Linked DNA regions of Sus scrofa: region 1 is linked to region 2. The links are chromatin contacts, called in public HiChIP or PLAC-seq maps. All regions are on one chromosome and are shown on one strand. The core of a region is the stretch at or near the end of the contact, and the rest is flanking DNA. Distances in the headings are between cores, read along the strand shown. Region 1 holds the start of CLCN1 (chloride channel protein 1). Region 2 holds the start of ZYX (zyxin).

Region 1 (6,187 bases), core at 2,361-4,860, 71 kb before region 2:
AATTTTAAGTGAACAAAACAAATTATAGATTAGTCTAAATATTATGACCACATATTTTGTAAAAAATAAGTAGAATGACATTATTAAATGAAAATAAAATGAAATAAGTTGTACCCTAGGGAGGCAAGTGTGCACGTGCAGGTGGGCTGTGGGAGCTCAGCAGGAGGAGGCAGCTCGGGCCTTGGGGAAAGTTGTCAGAAATGCAGAGGAGGGAGGAGTTCCCGTCGTGGCTCAGGGGTTAACGAACCCAGCTAGGATCCATGAGGATGCAGGTTTGATCCCTGGCCTCGCTCAGTGGGTTAAGGATCTGGTGTTGCCCTGAGCTGTGGTGTAGGTTGCAGACGCGGCTCAGATCCGGCGTTGCTGTGGCTGTGGTGTAGGTCGGCAGCTGCAGCTCCGATTAGACCCCTAGCCTGGGAACCTCCGTGTGCCACAGGTTCGGCCCTAAAAAGACAGGAAAAAAAAATGCAGAGGAGGGAGAGGAAAAAAAAGTTGAGCTGAAACATCACCAGGCAGAGGGAGGGGAACTGGCTGAGAAAGAGCAAAGGGGCCTCAGAAGTGACCTGGAGTTGGGTGCCGGAGTTGGGTGGCGACCTTGAGGGAGGACCCGGTCTTCGGGTGGGCTGCTGGAATGGTGGGACGCACGTCAGTGTCCTGCTGCTGCAGCAGCGTGGGAAGGCGTTTTGGAGGGGCCGTGTGTTTGGCAGTTAGAGAACCACATCGGAGCTGGGTTCTGTGTCCTTCCAACCCCCGCCCTTGAAGAAGGGTATCAGGTTGAATTTCACAGCTCTGCTTCCCTTTGCCAGGGGATTCTCTTCTAAAATTATCCCCCCACTCCCTGAGCTGGGGGTGGCCCTTTGCTGCCCTCCCCATCCTGTTTCCTGTCACAGGGAAGAGGAAAACAGGAAGAAATGAAGCAAATGGGATATCCGAGCAAAGAGGGGAAGGTGTCTGTCTGAGGCCAAGACACTGCCAGCAGCTACAACTGCCAGAGCACCTCCCTGTGCTGTGCGTGGAGCTTGCGACCGTCTTCCCACAGGCCAGAGGGTGTCATTCTCCCGTGTTGTGTTGTGTTTTGTTTTCCAAAAGAGGAAGATGAGGTTCCGAGGCTTCAATTATACAAAAAAATCAAGAGATGTCACCTTAAGCGCGTGCACTCTAGAATTAAACAGATTGCAGATGCTGGCTCTGCCTTTTAAGGTATTGGAGACGTTGGCTAAGCTACCTAACCTCACTGAACTTCAGTCCCCCTTCTCTAAAAAGGGAGAGATGGGGAGTTCCCACTGTGGCACAGCGGAAATAGTAGCCATGAGGAGACAGGTTCAATCCCTGGCCTGGCTCAGTGTGTCTGGGATCCAGCGTTGCCGTGAGCTGTGGTGTAGGCTCGGATCCCGTGGTGTAGGCTCGGATCCCGTGTTGCTGTGGCTGTGATGTAGGCCGACAGCTGTAGCTCTGATGTGACCCCTACCATGGGAACCTCTATGTGCGACGGGTGCAGCCCTAAAAAGCAAAGCAATTAAAAATGGAGAAACAGCTGTTCTCCTAAAAGTCCCTCTGAGGATGAAGCACAGCAATGCAGAGTGGTGACGCGGGGTGGCCGCGTTCGGATGCCGTCGCCCATCTCCAAGAATGAGCTTTGCTTTAATGACACAGCTGACATTCGGAGCTTATTTCGGGGCAGTCACGCTTAGCTTTCGTGTGCATTCTTTTCTCTCCATGACCCTCTAAGTTACTGTCGTTCTGAAGAAAGAGAGGCCAGGGTGGGAGATGATGCTTCAGTGCACACTCTCAACGAAGAGTATTGCTTCTGTTTATTTTTTTCCTAGCATGAGACTTTCTCCCCACTCCTGCCCCCGCCTTCAGGGGCTATCGCTTTTTCCCACCGAGCTAGGAGAAGAAGCCAAGAAGGAGCTGAGCTTGGTCCTAAGACCCAGGACTTTATTCCACCTTAGCTTCTGTTGGGCAGAGAAGAGGGAAAAAGTATAACCTGTGCACAAATCCGGAAGAGGGAGAAAGAGCCCTGTCCAGTGCTATGGGGAAGAGGCCAGGGATTTTTATTATTTTTATTTTATGTTATGTTATTTTACTATTTATTTTTGCTTTTTAGGCCTGCACCTGCAGCATATGGAAGTTACCAGGCTAGGGGTCGAATCAGAGCTGCAGCTGCCAGCCTACACCACAGCCACAGCAATGTGGGATCTGAGCCACATCTGTGACCTACACCACCGCTCACGGCAAGGCTGGATCCCTAACCCACTGAGCAAGGCCAGGGAACGAACCCGCATCCTCATGGATACTAGTGGGATTCGTTTCCACTGAGCCACAACAGGCACTCCCAGAGGGCCAAGGATTTTTGAAGAATCTGGAAGGCAAGGCCCAGTACACAGTAGAGGAGAAATGACTGCTACATTTGGACAGCTACAAAGAGAAAGTGTGTTTATAGGAGATTTCGGTTGCCTGGGGAAAGTTTCAGAAAGTAGGTGGTCATGGGTTTTGTGCTACGCTGGATGTGCAGAAGGAAAACCATGACGGAAAGCCCCTGAAAGAGAGCCTGATGGCATATTATCCAGTGATTTTTTTTTTTCTTCTTTTTTTTTTTTGTTTTTTTTAAGGCTGACCTGTGGCCTAAGGAGTTCTCAGACCAGGAATCAGATCCCAGCGGCAGTTTCAACCTACGCTGCAGCTGGGGCAACACCCACTGTGCCAGGCTGGGGATCAAACCTGTGTCCTGGTGCTGCAGAGATGCCACTGCTCCCATCGCACCACAGCGGGGACGCCACTCATGAGATCTGAACCAGTTCTGATTTCATGCTCAGAATTATTGCCCTCCAGTCCTTGCCCTTCAGCGCTAGCAGATGTACGATTCCTCGACCCTCTCATTTCAGAACCTGCTTTTTAGAATAGCGGCTGGTGCTTCGGGGTGGCTTGGTGGAGTGTGCGGGTTTTCTCAGTGCCCATGAGCGCTGCCCTCAAATCTCAGAATCCATCATCTGGACCTGATTTTCTCAGGAATTGTGAAGACATGGTAGTCGTGTTAGACAATTGTTGCTTGGGGTTATCAAGCCCCAACAAAAGCTGGTTACCTTCAGGGGAGCCATACTCCACAAAGGGGTGAAAATCTTCTCTGTTTCTTTTTCTTTGTTGTCTTTTTGCCATTTCTAGGGCTCTACCCGCGGCAGATGGTGGTTCCCAGGCTAGGGGTCAAATCAGAGCTGTAGCCGCCAGCCTGCACCAGAGCCACAGCAACGCGGGATCTGAGCCGCGTCTGCAACCTACACCACAGCTCACGGCAACGCCGGATCCTTAACCCACTGAGCGAGGCCAGGGACCGAACCCGCAGCCTCGTGGTTCCTAGTCGGATTCGTTAACCACTGAGCCATGACGGGAACTCCAAATCTTCTCTGTTTCTAAAGCCCCCTCCCCAAAGAATGTAATTGCACTTTGGCACTCTGTAATCTTTTGTTTGTTTGTTTGGTCTTTTGGGGCCACAAGCACGGCCTAGGGAAGTTCCCGGACTAGGAGTTGAATCAGAGCTGCAGCTGCCAGACCCGAGCCAAGTCTGCACCCTACACCACAGCTCACAGCAATGCCAGATCCTTAACCCACTGATCAAGGCCAGGGATGGAACCCACATCCTCATGGATACTCGCTGGGTTTGTTCCCGCTGAGCCATGACAGGAACTCCCATAACGTTGTTTCTGTAGTGAAGAGTTCACAGGGAAAAGACTGTCCTAGGAAAAGTGGTTTTAAAAAAGTGCGATGCCAGATGGAGTAGCTTGGCCTTGGCCAAAAATTATTTATTGACCTGAAACGGGAAGAATAGCAGAGTACTTCCCTGTCATCTTTTATGTTGTCGGACTCATCACGAGCAATGCCCACTCCCTTCCCTCCCTGGTGTCCCCCGTTCCCACTTCCCCTTCTCCCCTGTTATCTAACCTGTGCTGACAGGCTCCCAAGGGCTGCTCCACAGTCTAAGTGGAAGCTCAGCCCTCCCTGTACATCCAGGCTGTGGCGTGGCGGGCATGTATCAGTCTGGGACGTGGGAGAAATGCCAGAAGCCAAGGCTATTGCCCTCTGCCCCACACCCAGCGGGTGATAAAGCTGGGGTCAAGGGCATGGCCCCAAAGCATCACTGGCAGCCTCTGGCAGACAGAAAAGGCAGCGCTGGAGGAGAAAACTCACCACTGGTTGGATTGGGGAGCTGGTCCGACCGATGAGTAAACTGGAGGAAGATACGGAGCTGGGAGCCACCCCACAGGGACCGGTGGCGGACAGGTGCCAGCTGCTCCCCCAGGTGAGCCCCTCCCCCTCTGCCCCCCGCATTTCCAGACCCTAGAGGCATGCCATCTGGCTCCCCAGTCCTCACCTCCCCAGGGACGCAGAGGTGCAGTCTGGGGAGCAGACAGGTTTGAAGAGGGCGTGTGAACCAGTTTCCCATCCTGGTCTGGGAGGTATTTATAGAGGGACCGGTGGCCTGGGACTAGAAGCCTCCTGGTGACTAAGGAGGGGGACAGTGCTGCTGGCCCCGCTGAGGGAATTCCCTGTGGGGCTGCCCCGCAGGTTCTCGTCCCCACCCCTCCCCCGCACGGCTCTCACACCTGCTTCGACCCCAAGCAGATCAGATGTGGCAATGGGGGGGTCATGTGACGGCGAGATGGCTATAAATAGCTGGGGGTGGGCATGCTGCCCCAGACGCCTTGGGGACAGGCAGGAGGACCGGCCTAAGGAGCTGTACTGCGGGGAGGGCGGGGGCCAGCAGGCCGAGGCCTGGCCGGGGAGGGAGCATGGAGCCCTCTGAGTCCCAGCGGCGTGGGCGCGAGCAAAGCTGGTGGGGCAGTGCCCCCCAGTACCAGTACATGCCCTTTGAACACTGCACCAGCTACGGACTGCCCTCTGAGAACGGGGGCCTTCAGCACAGGCTCCGGAGGGATGCGGGACCCCGACCCAGTGCCCACCCCACACAGGTAAAGTCCTCAAGGGTGGGAGCGGGGGAGGGGGCGGGGGTTCGAGGGGACTTTGAGGAGAGGGCTGTGCGTGCCATGGATTGGGGGAAATGAGCAAAAAGAGGGAGCAGTGTGATCTTTTTAATTTCAAGTACACGGTAACATGTCCAAAATATGGACATTCTGCAAAGGTCTGGCTTCAGCTAAGTGTGCACTTGTGTGAGACACACGGACTTTTAACACAAGCTTTACCAACAGAGCCCCCGGATCCTGTGGGGAGGCAGCAGAACCCCACACGCACGACAGGCTCGTGCTTACATAACCCACACGAGGTGACTGGCAGGGGAGCCCACACCTCTGCGTGTGTGAGTTGACACACGCTCACCCGCATGCGGACACCTCCAGACGAGCCCCTCTCCGCCCCCAACAGAACACACACACCAACACCCCTGCAGAAGGCAGAAGAGGGGCGGGATAAGTGGCGAAAAGGGACTGAATTGCATATCAGGGTCCCGTCAGCAGGAGAAATGTGATCAAACCTTCAGGCGGGGATTAATCAAGTCAGAACCTATGAAGGGGGCAGGTCCAGAGATATGACCCCGGTGAGAGGGGCTTGTGAACAAATTGGGGGTGTCCAGGAATGAATATCCTCCAGGGGCTGGAGGCATCTAGGCAAGGACCGCAGGATGGGGGCTGCTGGGACAGGTGGGAGCTTGTCACATAAATACACAGATTATGATTATCGGGTGGACATGCATGTGGAGAAGCACTGGATGGAACCTGTTGGGGGAACAGGAAATCGGCATTTAGAAGAGTTTTAACCAACAAGGGGGCAGATTGCAGCTCCTTGTTTCGGGGTCTGGCCAGGACCGGGAAGCTGAGGGGCTGGGCTGGGCTGGTGACCTCAGCTTAGGGGTCAAGAGGATTCACGTCTCCGTCCTGCTCCATCCCTGGTGTGGTGGCTAAGGGCAGCCCCAGAGCATGAGTTGGGGGTGGGGACCTGAAAGCCAGGGGGGCTCCAGTGGTGAGTCAGAGGGGGCTTCCTGGAGAAGGGAGGGCCTGGAACACTGTGCCAGGGGCGGACAGGAAGCCCTCTTTTGGAGTTCCTGTTGTGGCTCAGCAGGTTAAGGACCCAGCACTGTCTCTGTGAGAATGTGGGTTTGATCCCTGGCCTTGCTCAGTGGGTTGAGGATCTGGCATTGCCGAAGTTTCAGCGTAGGTCACAGATGCGGCTCAGATCTAGT
Region 2 (6,474 bases), core at 507-3,006:
AGGTCTGCCCTGCAAGCTTGATATGATACATGGCCACCCATGCTTGTGGCTGTGAGAAATACCAGTGGCAAAGACATGAAGACGCCAGAGAAAAGAAAGATCAGTGGTGTCAGAGAAGGCGAAGGAGATAAGGTCTTAGGTATAATTAAATATTTGATAAGGTTGGAGGAGGAGGCATGCATGTATGAAGGCCCATGAGAGGCCTGCCGGGCAACCTGGAAGGGGACACATGGGGAAAATGGCCCTAGGGGAACCTGTCAGAACAGGAACTTGAATAATAGGACTGGGCATCATCAGCACTTTCAGATATGGTATTTCATGTATTTATCTATATAACACAATAAGGATTAAATATCATTACCCTTTTATACACGGGGGACATGACACCAAGAGGACAGAGATGTGTCGCTCACTTGGAGCACTCCAGCTGGGTCTCTGCCCCCTGAACCTCACCTGCTCTCCTGGGTCCAGGGTTGCTTCACCTGACGTCAGGGTGGGAAGGAATGAGCTCTGCCACTGAGACCCCTCTAACATACCCAGTTTTAGTCTAGATCCTGCAGCTTACTGGGTATCTCTTAAGCTTCCAGCCTGTTTTCTCGTGGTAAATGCTAGGAGTGAGTCTGGTCAGTCTCTCGAGCCCAGCCCAGACGCTGGTTGGCAGCAGAGTGCAGCCGATTTGATTTGGAGGGCCAGGGACTGGACACATTGCATAGAGTGTGCACCAAGGGACTGCCTTACATGGCAGCGAAGGCTGGCAACACAGTGAGAGGCAAGAAAGCGCCCGATTGTGATAACGTTGGAATTACAAGCCAAAAGGCCCTGTGAAGCCATAGTTTGTAGACAGTGAGTGTGGAAGAATTCAGGAGCCAATCTGGTAAGTTTCCATGCTCAGTTAGAAAAAGAATCAGAAAGAAAGAACCTAGGTCGGTCCCTTTCCAGTAGCCTGGGGCACAAGAAGGCTGAGGAATCCGATCGGACCCATGGGGGGCTCCACCGAGCGCAGTCTCGGAACCCCCGGAGGGCCGCCCCGCAGCAGCGCACCAGCTCCTAGAGAGGTGGGTCCGGGCGGGCGCTGCAGAACCGGCGAAGACTGTCGCCAGCCTCCAAGTCCGTTCTCCCCCGCCCCAAGTGCTCTGGCTGCCCTCGCCTCCGTCCCGCCCTCTCACCTCCCCGGCCTGGCCGGGCCCGCCCGGACTCTCCCTCCCGCAGTATTTAACTGATCCATAGGCGGGGGCGCGGGTGATGCGAATTCTTAGAAACCTTTAGTAGCTGCCCAGGATTTGAAGTTAAGATCCCCAAAGGACCCTTGAGGTTCATGCTGACACCCCACCCCTACTCCAGGTCACAGAAGGGCCTAGGGGGGCGGGAGAAGGGATAACACCCCACTCACCATCCCCGTCCACCTAGGAGCCCCGTTCCATCCCAGTCCTGCCAGTCCCGGGGCGAGGGGCTGGCGGCTGGGTGCAAAGGCGGAGGAGCGGCCGAAGGTGGCGGGGGCAGGTAGGCCGGGAGAGGAGGGGGCTGGGCTGGGGCGGAGGCGCCCCTGAGCTGCTGGGGCAGCTCTGGGGCGGCCACCCGACCTCCGCAGGGTAGCCCGGAGTAGGAACGGTGAGTCAGATCTCGGGCACCCGCGGGTCGGGCGGGAGGGGGGGGCGGGGCAAGTCAGGAAATGACATCAGAGGCCTGTGTTTGGGGAGGGGTGGTCTGGGCCGGGCCGGGGCGGCGGGGGCGGCGGGGCCGGCCGGGAGGGGGGCGGAGGCGGGGGCGGGAGGACCTTGATGAAGCCTCCGGCCCCGGGGCAGGATCGGGGCCCCTTCCTGGGGGAGTTTCCTGCCTCGTCGGCCCTCCCCGCCTCTCCCCGCCCCCTCTCCGGGCCGCTCCTTGTATGGTCTCGGCGCCGCTCTCTCCCCGCCCTCTCCCTCCCTCCCTCTTCCCTGCGCCCCTCCCCGCCTGGCTGGAGGCAGCTCGGGACCGGGACGCAGAGTCCGAGGACCCGGCTGCGAGACGGCCACCCGAGACGCTGCGCGCACGCTCCGGCCCGCGGTGAGGCGCGGGGAGCCGCCCGGCGGCCGCTCCCGGGGTGGGGGCGCGGGGGCGCGGAGGGGAGCCGGGCCGGCGAGGGGGTCCTCAGCCGGGCTCTGCGCTGCGTAACCCGGCCCTCCGTCCCCAGCAGCCCGGCCTGGCCATGGCGGCCCCCCGCCCGCCTCGCGCGATCTCCGTCTCGGCTCCGGTTTTTTACGCCCCGCAGAAGAAGTTCGGCCCGGTGGTGGCCCCAAAGCCCAAAGTGAATCCTTTCCGGCCCGGGGACGGTGAGCCTCCCGCGGCGGCCGGGGCCCAACGCGCACAGATGGGCCGAGTGGGCGAGATCCCCCCACCGCCCCCAGAAGGTATGTGGCCGAGCTCGGGGGCTGGACCTCGGCGGGCGCCGGGCCGGGGGGAGTGGTTTCGGGAATTTGGGGATGTCTGGAGAGGTTGCAGCAGAGGGGGCTGGGCGCAGCCACCCAGTCCCGAGCAGATGTTCTTACCTCATCGTGGAGCTCATGGCTGGAAGCCAGGGCTCCTGGGACTGTTCCAAGTCCTCCGCCTGGGGGTGGGAGGCGGGAATGTGGGGCACGAATTTTCCCCTCTGGGTCCGTTTTCCGAAGTGTAATGGGAGATGCATCCACTCCTTGGCCGAGCCCCGGCCTTTCCTGACCCAGTGCTCCCGGGGCGTCCTGCGCCCCTTTTACTTCCCGCGCCCTCCAGGACCCCTGAGAGAAGTTCTTGGGTTGGGGCTTAGAGGTGGAGCAGGAGGGGAACTTGGCGAGGGGTAGAGGAGTCCCCGCTGACTGCCCTCTGTCTCCTCCCAACCTCAGACTTTCCTTTACCGCCGCCTCCCGTGCTGGGGGAGGCCGACGAGGCGGAGGGCGCCCTGGGAGGTGCTTTCCCTCCCCCTCCTCCCCCGATCGAGGAACCGTTTCCCCCTGCGCCTTTGGAGGAGGAGATCTTCCCTTCCCCGCCGCCCCCGCTGGTGGAGGAGGGAGGGCCTGAGGTCCCCATACAGCTCCCACCGCAGGTATGGAGGCCTGGGAGGGGCAGCTGCAGTGGACACCCCAAGGGGAGGAGAGGAGGGTCCTTCAACCCCCCCCCCCCCCCGGCTCTCGGCCTCTCTGTCCACACGAGGGTGGGGCTGCGGTGGAGAATTGGGCATGGGTGCTCTGACTCCTGACCCTCTAGCCCAGGGATAAAGTGAGCAGTATTGATCTGGAGATTGACTCTCTGTCCTCACTGCTGGATGACATGACCAAGAATGATCCCTTCAAAGCCCGGGTAAGGGAATGGAGAGGAGCAAGGGCAGGGCAGGGAGGAAGGTCGTGGGGATCGAATTATGGGGGGGCAGCACCTCCTCTAAGGTGCTTCTCTCCCCTCTGCCTCCCCTTGCAGGTGTCATCTGGATATGTACCCCCACCGGTCTCCACGCCATTCATTTCCAAGTCCAATACCAAGCCTGCACCTGGGGGCACAGCCCCCCTGCCTCCCTGGAAGTCTGCTTCCAGCTCCCAGCCTTTGTCCCAGGCCCAGCCTCAGAGCCAAACGCACTTCCATGTGCAGCCCCAGCCCCAGGCCAAGCCTCAGGTCCAGCTCCATGTCCAGCCCCAGGCCCAGCCCCAGCCTGTGCCTTCGGCTAACACCCAGCCTCGGGGTCCCCCAGCCCCATCTCCCGCCCCTAAGTTTTCTCCAGTGACTCCCAAGTTTACTCCTGTGGCTTCCAAGTTCAGCCCTGGAGCACCAGGTGGACCTGGGTCACAGCCCAGTCGAAAGTCAGGGCCCCCTGAAGCTCCTTCCACTGGCACAGGCTCTGCTCAGCCTCCCAGCTTCACTTATGCTCAGCAGAGGGAGAAGCCCCAAGTGCAAGAGAAGCAGCACCCAGTGCCCCCACCAGCTCCAAACCAAAACCAGGTGAGGGAGGGTGAGAGGACCAGACTGAGACCAGGGGGTGGGGGGGCTGAATCGGGAGCCGGAGGATGAGGAGGAAGGTGGTCCTGGAGCCAGAGGTGGCGGGAGAGTGGTGGGATAAGCGTTTTCAGCCTCTGGGCTTCTTTGGTGGGCCTCGTGCTTCTGGAGGAGAGCTTTGGCAGGGTCTGGGCTGGGTGGGGCCTGACGGGGAGAGGGGGGAGCAGCATAGGCTCTGACTTAGGAGGAGGGTTTGGTGGCCCTCCCCTCCTGCCTCAGAAAGTTAAAGGGGCGGGATGAGGTCATCCCCAGTCCACCTTCAGGTCTTCCCCATTCTTGGATGCTTGAGTTAATCGCTGCTCCTCTAAGCACTTTCACCGCCCAGGGGCCCTTCTGCGCGATAAGAGCCATTGGTAAACACTGGCTGAGCCAGCCGACATCTGCCCAGTGCCAGGCACTGTGCTCTGTGCTGGGAGGGAAGAGAGCGCGGAGAGGTTGAGCCTGAGGGAGTCAGTGGACCTGGAGTAGAATTCCCGGCTCCCAAGACTCCAGGCAAGTTAGGTGAACTTTGAGCCTCAGTTCACTATCTAGATTTAGAGTGAGATTGAGCAAGCTGGGATCTGTACCTGGGACGCGAATGCTCAAAGCAGAAAAGTTCCCATTCCTGCTTGCCCATTCCTGCCTTCAGTTCAGGAGACAGATCTTCTGGCTTTAAGGGACGCTGCCAGTCATCTAGCCATGGAGTTGACTGACAGCATGGATGTCCTTGTGAGCTCAGGCATGGGGTTGGAAGAGATGCCCAGAGCCAGGGAGGTTTGCGGAGTCCCATCTTGTAGAAACGCTGAACAGCAGCCAGACTGGGACCAGGCATCATGAGGCTGGCGTGCCTCAGCCTTGGCGGTGAGACCTAAGAATCCAGAGAGGAGAGGGAAGGGCATTTGGGTGGGAATAACGCGAGCAAAACTCAAGGGCACAGATACCGCTGGCGCTGTCTGGAGGATAAGACGTGGAAGGTGGTCGTGGGGAAAGTATAGACCTCAGAGAGCAAAAAAGTGAAAGAGCACACGGAGGGAGCCTGTGGGTCCTGCAGAGGTGGTGATGGCTTTTGAGTAGGTGTGTGTCTGGGTTGCGAGGCTCGGGACAGCTGTGCCTTTTGGAAGCTTTGGTGCGGACTAGATGTAGGAGGTCAGTGATGTGCGGGGGAGGGGCGGTTCACTCTGGGCGACAACCCCCCCGGGGCAGTGGTCACTTTAGTGGAAATGAAACCAAGGCTCAGATGGGAGAGCTCTTCCAAAGGAAGAGCCTTCAGGCTCAGTAACTGATAAGCAGTTGGAAGAGGAGGGGGAGGAGTTAAAAAAAAAAAAAAAAAAAAAAGAAATGCTCACTGTGCTGGGGAATGACAGTGTTGCTGACAAAATAGAGAAGTCCAGAAGGGGAAATGGTGTGGACGGGAAGAGGAGGGTCCAGCTGTTGTTGAGCAACAGGTTCCAGGAGGACCTTCTTTCAGCTGGAACTGTCATTCACTTAGAAGCGGGGGATGGGTGGCAGGAGAGGGCCTGGGCTTGAGGGGTGTGCATGCACTCTGTCGGATGTGCCCTGATACGCAAGCCCAGGGGATGCTGACACGGGAGGAGCCTGGGGCCTGGGAAGACCCCTGAGTGATGGATGCTCCTGTGGACCAGGAGGGAGGGGGAAGAATGGCAAGGAGGAGAGTCACAGGTCAGGGTGGGAGCTCAGAGAAGAGAGGGATGGCCACGGAGCTCTTTGGTGAGAGTCCAAGGAGGATGAGGACTGAAATACGGCTTGGGATTGGATGACTCGGAAGCCATGTCCTGTTGTGGGGACAGAGTGAGCAGGGAGTGGGTGTTGCGAAAATGGAGTTGCCAGGGTAGGCTGCTCTCAGAGGTTGGCAGAGAGAAGGACTTGTGTGCGTGTGCGTGTGCGTGTGTGTGTGAGTGTGTGTGTGTGTGTGTGTGTGTGTGTAGGGTTGACATTAGGGGAAGAGGGTTGGGTATAGATGTGAACCAGGAGGAGGAAACCCATGGAAGAAGAATTGGGGTGCCTGAGATGGGGGGGGTGCTGCTGGCGACCGCCCTGCCCCCAAGGCATTCCCAGAGAGCCAGGGTGGTGTGGCCACAATATCCCTTGGCCGCCTTCCAGCTCCTCTGTCGTGTAGGGGCTGAGGTCATCTGTGAGAGCGAGGGGGCGAAGCAGTCAGGGGCTTGGGGAGATGGAAAGGTTTGGAACAGCTGCTGTGGGGAAGGCGACTGGGCATCCACGGGAGTCACGTAACTAGACAGCCGAGCTGAGGCTGGAGGGTGCGGAGGGCGCTGCAGTGTTTTGTGAACTCTGCAGTGTTCAGCCATCTCTCCACCTACTTTCTGCAGCTTGAAGGCAGAAACAGGAAGCGGGCGGTGTCTTTGACCCAGGGTGGCCATTGGACCAGATAAGCAATGCTGGCTGAAGGTGGCAACGGTGGCCATGAGAGCCTCGTAGAAAGCAGTGGTCAAGAGGCCAGGAGTTTGGGGGAGGGGGCAAGCC

Evidence for each region. HiChIP or PLAC-seq counts read pairs in DNA pulled down with a chosen protein or histone mark.
Region 1: an H3K27ac HiChIP or PLAC-seq map of skeletal muscle shows a contact between it and region 2. The contact joins the promoter of CLCN1 here to the promoter of ZYX in region 2. A contact is called at or near these places in 1 of 5 promoter capture datasets (fetal liver), 6 of 47 Hi-C or Micro-C datasets (blood, fibroblasts, heart right ventricle and 2 more) and 2 of 2 datasets of contacts at active chromatin or transcription factors (alveolar macrophages and skeletal muscle).

The regions. Positions count from the first base shown.
Region 1 is chr18:6,938,953-6,945,139 of Sscrofa11.1, reverse strand. CLCN1 (chloride channel protein 1) reads left to right here and starts at 3,610. Exons shown (of 21, transcript XM_021078562.1): 1 at 3,610-4,964. The coding sequence starts at 4,785.
Region 2 is chr18:6,865,516-6,871,989 of Sscrofa11.1, reverse strand. It overlaps ZYX (zyxin), which reads left to right and starts at 1,756. Exons shown (of 10, transcript XM_003134592.5): 1 at 1,756-2,043; 2 at 2,171-2,387; 3 at 2,856-3,055; 4 at 3,217-3,309; 5 at 3,424-3,939. The coding sequence starts at 2,186. LOC102166231 (a long non-coding RNA gene) reads right to left here and starts at 2,874. Exons shown (of 3, transcript XR_299598.3): 1 at 2,526-2,874.